Linked DNA regions of Cyprinus carpio: region 1 is linked to region 2. Evidence: chromatin contacts called from public Hi-C data. All regions are on one chromosome and are shown on one strand. Each heading gives the region's core, a stretch centred on a gene start, on an enhancer-like site or on the middle of the called end of the contact. The rest is flanking DNA. Distances are from core to core; before and after follow the strand shown. Region 1 overlaps LOC109056343 (HBS1-like protein). Region 2 holds the start of LOC109064048 (TATA box-binding protein-like 1).

Evidence for each region. A called contact is a pair of places that touch in the nucleus more often than the background predicts.
Region 1: a Hi-C map of liver shows a contact between it and region 2, with 9 times the contacts expected there. The contact joins the enhancer-like site here to the promoter of LOC109064048 in region 2. A contact is called at or near these places in 2 of 8 Hi-C or Micro-C datasets (liver and red blood cells).

Annotation. Positions count from the first base shown.
Region 1 is chrA23:16,262,091-16,266,256 of ASM1834038v1, reverse strand. LOC109056343 (HBS1-like protein) reads left to right here. Exons shown (of 18, transcript XM_042713436.1): 18 at 1-215. It also overlaps the pseudogene LOC122135100. Among protein-coding and RNA genes, the nearest start is that of LOC109056343, 27 kb to the left of the region's middle. Within about 2 kb of position 2,251, at least 1 of the 8 cell types and tissues checked has an H3K27ac peak or open chromatin away from gene starts, as enhancers often do. A contact at or near this core is called in liver, where this site is marked.
Region 2 is chrA23:16,189,863-16,194,501 of ASM1834038v1, reverse strand. LOC109064048 (TATA box-binding protein-like 1) reads right to left here and starts at 1,991. Exons shown (of 7, transcript XM_019081068.2): 1 at 1,760-1,991; 2 at 821-1,023. The coding sequence starts at 955.

The sequences.
Region 1 (4,166 bases), core at 1,002-3,501, 71 kb before region 2:
ATGCTGGACATGCTGTGGATGTGGGAGAAACTCATCCGCGTGTCTATAATCTAACAGTAATCACTTTAAGGACCTAACAGACATCTGTTTTTGACTTGATTATTAAGGGCTTTTAATTTAAAGAATATTTTGTTTGGGTTTCTCGAAACTGAAGTTGTTCTTTGGGGGAAAGCTGCTTCATCAGGAAATAAAAAAATATTGATCACTGTGGAAAACATGAGTCTATGTTTTGTTTTGCCAGTAAACAGTATTTCTTCATTCTTAATTTTTTTTTTTTTTTTTTGCCATTTTGGAAAGTGTTTGTTGGTTTTATGATGTGAGCCTTTTCCCAAAAGTCAGTTAAAGGTTTGTTAATGACAATTGGACCTTAAAATAAATGATGACCCTCAGAATTCAAGGAAAAAAAGTCAATTACGAGATTGGGATCTGATAGGAAAAAGTCAGAATTGTGAGACATTTTTTCTTAATTCTTGATTAGGCTTTTAGCACCTTTTGGTCTGATGCTGAATGACATGAATCCCAATGCACTGATGTTTTGTACACACACTTTACTGTTGCAGTGTAATGTGAGTTATGCAAATCAAGTAATTTTCCACTTACTCTAGAAAGTGCTCACTCTGAAACACTAACAGATGCAGCTAATAAGTTGTTTTCTTATGTGAGAATGTGCAGCTGTAATTTTCCACTTCATGGCCTGATAATCAAAAGACTTTATGAAATGCAGCTTGTTCAGAATAGATAAGGACTCAAAGATGGTTACACATTGATTCAGTGAAGCTTGGTTTAATCAGTTCGTCTCTGCCTTATTTCAGGAATACGCTGAAAAATGACTAGTATGTTTCCACAAAGAAAATATACTGAAATTGATGATAAATATGCTGCTTAGACCTTATCCACCACACAAGATTGAAGTTAATAAGCATAATTACAATCAAAAGTCACTTGACTTGACCTTCTAGTTTCATAGCACTGGGGTTGCTGAAGTGGATCAATCAGGGTAACAAATGACTTTTTCTTGAGTTGAGTGCAGCAATCACAGTCTCAAGAGATTCTGACATTAGTTCTGCTTTAAAAGCATCAAAGAGTTTTCTGAATTACCCACAAACAACATTTCTAGCAATAACAACTTTTTAATGCTACCTTTCTCTTTCTCTAATATATATTTTAATACATTGAATATTTATGTAGATATTTTAAGGAACCAAAGGTGAAACATTAGCCTGTGTAAATATAAACCATTGCATGCCTTAAGTTACCAGTGACTTTTCTCAACATTTGTGGACTTGTAGTGGTTGTTGTGATCATTTGTGTTACGGTGTATTTCACCAAGTAAAGTAGGTAGACTATCTTTGCAGCCTTTTTCTTGTGAGTGATGTGTCTGCCTCATCCTCCGCATCCTGGGTTATTTCAGGCCTGAAGTACTGCTCTCAGAAACACAGCAACACAAACACTCCCAATGTAACCTCTTAACACTGTGACACATCTATCAGCCTCCTCCACACCTGTACATATTTTGGTTTTGATTTTTTTAAAGAACGTGCTTCCTCAAAACGTGTTCCCCAAAATACATTATCAGCATTGGGTGCTATTTCTGTGCACACTACAGGATAAAAGCACCCACTCCAGTAGCCCAAAGGAGCATTTCAGTATATTATAAACATGTTTGTCTCTAAATAATCCCTTTAAATGTGTTGAGGTTTAGTCTTATATAGTTTTGGTTTATTTAGTAAAATTCATTGTAAATGTATTGGACAGTCATCAATGTATCAGTGTTTAATATTTAACTCAAGGCAACGATTCCCTTTTCACAGAAATGTGAATAATATCTCAAAACCTCCAGCAAGTTAAGGTCTTTTAATGCCAAACTCATGGTCTAATTAATGAGTGTCATTTCTGCTGGAGGAGCCATTTAGTTCACTATACAACCTCTCATTTGCTTGAGTAAACAGATTGCGAAAGAGTCCAGTGAAAGCTCATATGTAACCGTGTGCTGACTGGTACGCAAACATTTCAGGTTTTTCTTTTGTCTGCAAAACTGATTTTTAATCTAATATTTCTGTGATGTCAAAAGACATCAAATATCTAGTGCTGGAAAACTATATCGGTGGGAATTTTGTACCATGTTCCAAGTTAATAAACTCGTTCAACCCATCAACTGGAGAGGTTTATTGCAAAGTTCCAGACAGTGGACCTGAGGAGGTGAGATTTTTTTGTGATATTTTTCTTACAATTCTCAATTTCTTTCTAATATTTGAAGATGTAAGTTGTGCATGATCAAATAAGGTCTGTGTCAATATAGTCTGAATGGGTATTTCACTAGCTGAACATTTTCACTTATTTCTAGTGTAAAAAATATGTAACTAGTCACAAGATTATCTGGTTGAAGACACAAATTCCAAGGAAGACACTGAGTCAGGGTGACGTACATTTGGTCACCTATATTTGTCGTGGTAAACACATAATCAGGTGTGCGACGCTCAAAGTCCAGTGTTTAATTATTAACTATTATAGCTCACACCAGAAGAACTTGTCTAGGTCAGTGGGACAGAAAAGAGTTCAGATGTAGGATGTACAGTCCATCACTGTTTTGTATTATTATATTATACTACTTATTTTGTTAAATACATTTTATAGTCAGTAGAGTCCATTTTAATGCACTTAATAAAGAGTTTAAATACCAAAATTCTGGCATTACATAACTCCTGCATATCCTAAAATGGGCCAATACCTATACAGAGCAAGATATATCCAATTTACATGTGAGTTAACCCTTTTCTCACTGTTTATAGTTGGATGCTGCAGTGAGGGCAGCCAAAGAGGCCTTTCCTGATTGGTCAGCTAAGAGTCCAGCAGAGAGATCCAAAGTACTGAATAAACTGGCAGACCTGATAGAAGCTCGCCTGGAGGAGTTTGCCCTGGCTGAGTCTAAAGACCAGGGTAAAACAATAGAAACTGCAGTGTAACACAGCACCATATTACAGGACACACTAAACAGGTTTGACTAAATAAGTTCAAAGGACTTACTAGTGCACGATAGACCAAAGACAGAATTTGAGTCAGCAATGTACTTTTCTACTAGTCAATAGATATGTTTCTTTTTTTCAGTGGCTTATATAGTTTTATATTTATTAGTTTTAATATTTCTACCTAGCTGTAACATATTTTTGTACTGTTTTGTATTTTTCTCAGATATTTTAAGTTTAATGTTTTAGTATATATATATATATATATGTATATATATATATATATATAAAATGTAAAATATTTTTAATACTTTAAAATAGTTTACACAAAATTCAGTCGGACCATATATCAGTATTACTTTCTATTTTCTGACACTGAACAATTTAATTATTTTGGGGGCTCTTAACACAATAAAGGGACTCCGTTTCACAAAAACAATGCCTGAAATGTGGACATTCCAATATTAGCAGACAACTTCTGTTTTTTTCCTTCATCTGTCCTGCATCACACTAATGATTCTAGTCAGCTGGATCTCATGAGCTGTCTCAACTACACTGTTCGCTGTCCTGTAGGAGTAGGTGTGTGGTGGTCTATACATACTGTACTTTTATTCTCAATAGTACATCACTCGCTTTCAGTTGGCTTATGTATGTTAAATTTACAATTTCCCTGTCTATAGCTGGTCTTATAAGCCCATGGAATCTGCCACTGTACCTCCTGACCTGGAAGATTGGCCGGCCCGCTGTTGCTACAGGCAACACTGCTGTGGCGAAACCCTGTGAAATGACATTGGTGTCCCACCCTGACGTGCCATTGATCTCATTTACGGGGAGCACAGCTACAGCGAGACTAATAACAGAGCGCAGTGCAACATACTGTAAAAAGCTTTCCATGGAGCTTGGTGGGAAAAACCCAGCTATTATATTTGCTGATGCCGACATGGAGCAGTGCATCAGCACTATATGATCCAGCTTCTCCAACCAGGTTAGCTCCTGCACAGCTTGACCAATCAGGCTGTATTTTCATATAGCTTCATATATAGCTGTGGCAAAAATTGTACTAAATTACTGAGATAAACCTATCAAAATCCTGCAGGTTTCTCCATTCAAGACTTTAGCTTTGTGCATGCTGCCATACTACTAAAATGTGTCTTCTATGTAAAATATAATATATTTTATATAATACTATTATAGTATATATTT
Region 2 (4,639 bases), core at 742-3,241:
TTTACTCACCCCCATGTTATCAAATAAAATAATAAAAATGTATATATACACTGTTAAACCAGAAATGCTCATCTTGCACTAGATCCGCAATGCATGTCTGCAAATTCACGCATTACACATAATCACATTGGAAAGGTCACATGTGGTTAGCTCTTCGTCTGTGAACTCCAGTTCAAAAAGGTAGGATAGCGCGAAAAACTCCATCTCATTTTTTCCTTCAACTTCAGAATCATCTGGCATCGTTGTTTTACCTTTTTTGTAAAGGGCATTTGATTTTGCATGTTCACTTTGTAAACACTGGGTCGGTGCTTCCACCTACATCACACGTGACCTTTCCTACTTGACTACGTAATGTGTAAAGTAGAGCTACTGCAAGTTGAGCATTTGTGGTTAAAAGTATACACTTATTTTTCTTTTTTTTTTAAGAAAACGGCAAATCATTTCACTAGATAAGGCCCTCAGTCCTCTGCTGGGTTCATGTAGAGCCCTTTGATGCTGCACTGAAACTGCAGTTTGGACCTTCGGCCCATTGGCCACCATAGAAAGTCCATTATATGGAGAAAAATCCTGGTATGTTTTCCTCAAAAACCTTAATTTCTTTGCGAATGAAGACAGAAAGACATGAACATCTTGGATGATAAGAGGGTGAGTAAATTATAATGACCATTTATAATTCACAACATTTTTATTCTGGAAGTGAACTAACCATTTAAGGCCATGGTAATACCATTTCTAATCTTTCCATACTAACATGTAAATCCAGAATATAGGTGCTTAAGTATAACAACTCATCTCCAAAGCTCTAACTGTCTAGACTTACTCCCATCTCAGGCTTGTAGATGACATTAGACCCCTCTAGGCCAATGGTGTGCAGGTTTAGATGGCACCTGGTTCTGAAGACAGATACGACATTGGTAATAATGATATCAAGCGCCACATCATTACTGGGTTCCATGGAGCCGTTGTAGATGTTTTAAGCTTGACAACCCCTTTACAGATGCATGTCACGTTACAAAACAAAACCTGCAAAACACAACATAAGAATTTTTCTCCAGGTATGGGGTGGCTTTACATTGCATTTTGATGCTAGCTAAAGCTAAATTACATGTCTTAAATGACTTGTAAAGCAAATGTTTCTAGGTTTAATACACACAATAGGTGGTGATTAATTAACTATGACCATTATGCCCCAAACAAAGGTACTTTGGAAAACCCCAGCTTTTCCATGGGAATGATCCCTGTGATAAATGCACTCGAAGGTACTTTGGGTGAAAGCATCTGTTAAAATGACTATTCATATGCACTAAAGTGAAAAAGCATTCTAGTTTGATGCCTAACGTTACTTGAAAAAATATCAAAGCAGCCATTATTTTACATCTGCTCTATTTTAGCATTCAAGTTGTGTCTAAAGCACGGGCACATATTCTGATCTGATCAAATGACAAAACAATACGCTTGCAGAACAGTGTGCTACCTTAGTATATTTTTGCAGCAACTCCTAACAAATCTATTTACATTTCATGGTAAAATATTTTATTTTAGCACAAATTATTCATTCAACAAACACGTTTATCGAAAGCAACACAGGCAATTAATCAGCAGGAGACAACATTAAACGTGCATGCTAGCTATTTCAGCTCAAATACCAAATAACAGAGCTGCGCTGTTAGAATTAACAGTTAAATGTCCATATGCATGCAAAAGGTTTAGTTAATAACTAAGCGAATAGCAAACACTGAGCTAATAAACTTTAACTTACTGATATGGGGGCGTCAAACGGTGCGTCCGAGAGAATCTTATTATAAAATGTTGTGAGACGATATTAAAACGAGTGTTTAAATGTTTTAAAATCTATATGAATAAAAATTTAAGGTCGGAAGGGCACCAGAAGTAAACAAAAGCGTCAACACACAAATAACAGACAACCGGCGATTGTTGTCAAGGATGCCTCAGTTCCTGCGCGAGATGAGAAACCGCCCGTTCAAACACACCACAGCGCCTCCACACGGATAGGAGAAGAACAGCGACTCACGTTTAAGTGTAGAGCTCATATTTTCCTTCATAAACGACAGACTACTAGTGCCATCTTTTGGTACGAGAAACTTTAGTATGTTCCAAAAACAACAGTATCATTTGGATATTTTAAAACTCGATCGTGATATTGAATTTAATAAATGAAATCAGAGTGTTAAAATACCCCTCTCTTAATCTTGAGACATGGGCCAAATATGTCCCTAAACTTTACTAGTTTTTAAGATAGCAAAAAAGTTCATGTGAATTCAAATGTATTAAATTAGAAGATAGATTCAAATAAAGACAACAAATATGAATCTTTAAAAACTTTATATGTCCAAAATAAAAATAACAAAACAAATAGGTAATTTCTGTAACACTTTTTAAAAAATGTTTTATGTTCTATCAGCACATTTTGTTCAGACATACAATTTACTTTTTTTTTTTTTTTTCCAGGCAGTATCAAACTCAGCCTTCACCCAAAAGGTCCTCTTTCCATTTCAGCTGCTATGAGTTAAACAACATTACAAAGACACAGGTGAGTTTTGTGTGTGTGTGTGTGTGTGTGTGTGTGTGTGTGTGTGTGTGTGTGTGTGTGTGTGTGTGTATAAATATTGTAAATATTTTCTGTCATAATCTTGATACATGAAGTCCATCTCACTGGGATTTTTATTATAATTAATCTAGAAAAGCAAAGGCTGCTGCCTTTAATATATGGATATGGATAGCACACTATGAAACATGGTTTTGTTGTAAACACCGTAACATTTGCAGACTGAGTTGAGAGCTCACTAGATGAAGCTGACTATCAGTTTGAAATGTAGTATGATTTTATGTGTCCACTGAAGTAAATGCTAGATTTGTCAATGCTTTTATTAAATGTTTGACACTTTTTTTGTGCCTGAAGTTGTTGAACAATATCAAATATTGATTGACAAGGAGAAACGCGTTTTGTAAGACATTGAAAGTTTGCACTCCAGCAAATGTGTAAACCTCTGAACATGTTGAACCAGTTAATCAAAAATAAGTACTTAATATTGAAACAATTGCTCTTCTTATATTTTCTACACCTTTCCATGAATCTGATGAAATTGTCCAGCACTGCACTGTTGGACACCTTTTTTTCCGAGATATTATTCACAGCTTTCAACGTCTGTCTCTATTTTGTCCTGTCTCAGGTTTAAGGGGGTCAGCAGCTTTTGTCCAAAGTGGACGCATCTGGACAGAAAGCATTGTTAGCGGTTTTGTGGTTTCTGGAAAGGTGACAGCAGAATTGAAGTAGCCACTCTGGCATGAGTAGGAGAAAAGCATATAACTGAGGGTTTTCAGCTGTCTGAATGGACCTTTAGCATTTTTTGTGAATGATCTCATGACACCTCGATTATACACTGAACCAGCCTCAGATAAATAGTCCTAATTTATATGATATGATACTATCAGTAATGTCCCTGGAAGACAGTCGAGTCAAGTCACCTTTATTTTTTATAGTGTTTTATACAATACAGAGCACAGTAAAAACAGGAAAACAGAGGAATTTAGCATTGCATCACTTGCTCATCAATGCATCCTCTGCAGTGAATGGGTGCCGTCAGAATGAGAGTCCAAACAGGTGATAAAAACATAATCCTCAGGTAATCCACAGAACTCCAGTCTATCATTTAACATTTTGTGAAGTGAAAAGCTGTGTAATCCACCATTAAGACATTTTTTACTTCAAACCGCTGTTTCCAGCTAAAAATATGAGTCAGCTATCCACAATTTTGTTTTCTCCACTGAAAAAGTTGTCTCATCTGAATCAGGAGAGAAATATGCAGAGATCAAGCATGGTTTACAATTGAAAACAGCTCTAAACACATATGTTCGTGGATTTTGATGTGAGAGGACAACAGGGGATGGACTTTTGCACTGGAGAAAGTATTATTATGGACTATGGGCTCATATTTTGGCCAGAAGCAACAGTTTGAAGTTAAAAACATCTTAATGATGGATTTGTTTCTTACAAACACACAGGTTTTTGCTTCACAACATGACACACACTGGAGTCTATAATAGTGATGTTTTTATCAGCCCTTTGCAATCTCATTCTGACGGCACCCATTCACTGCAGAAGATCCATTGCTGAGCAAGTGATGAAGTGCTTAATTTCTCCAAATCTATTCCGATTAAGAAACAAACTCACCTACATCTTGAATGGACAGAGGGTGAGTATATTTTCAGGAAATTTTCATTTTGGGGCGAACTATTACTTTTCAGTGCAATTTTACTTTCATTCATCTCTAATTTTTCATTCTAACGTATTTACCAAGCAATTCAGATTTTACTAATTTGGGCTCGCCTGAACTCTGCTGCACTCTAAGACCCTTGAGTCTCTGTCCAAACTGGACGTTTCCCAAGCAAAAAGCACAATAGCTTCAGAGTGATTCAGTGCTGTTGTTTAGTTCCTCCTTGGTTACCAGATAGGCTTTGTGAAATCTCAAGGGCCTCTCTGGCAGAAATATACTGAAGTAAATAAAATAAATTGTGTGTGGAAAGCCCTGTAGAGATGTCCAGAGCTGTTTACTATAAAGCTTGAGATTTAAAGCAGGTTAGAGCAGTGTCAGACCACAAGCGACGTCTGCCGCGCCCC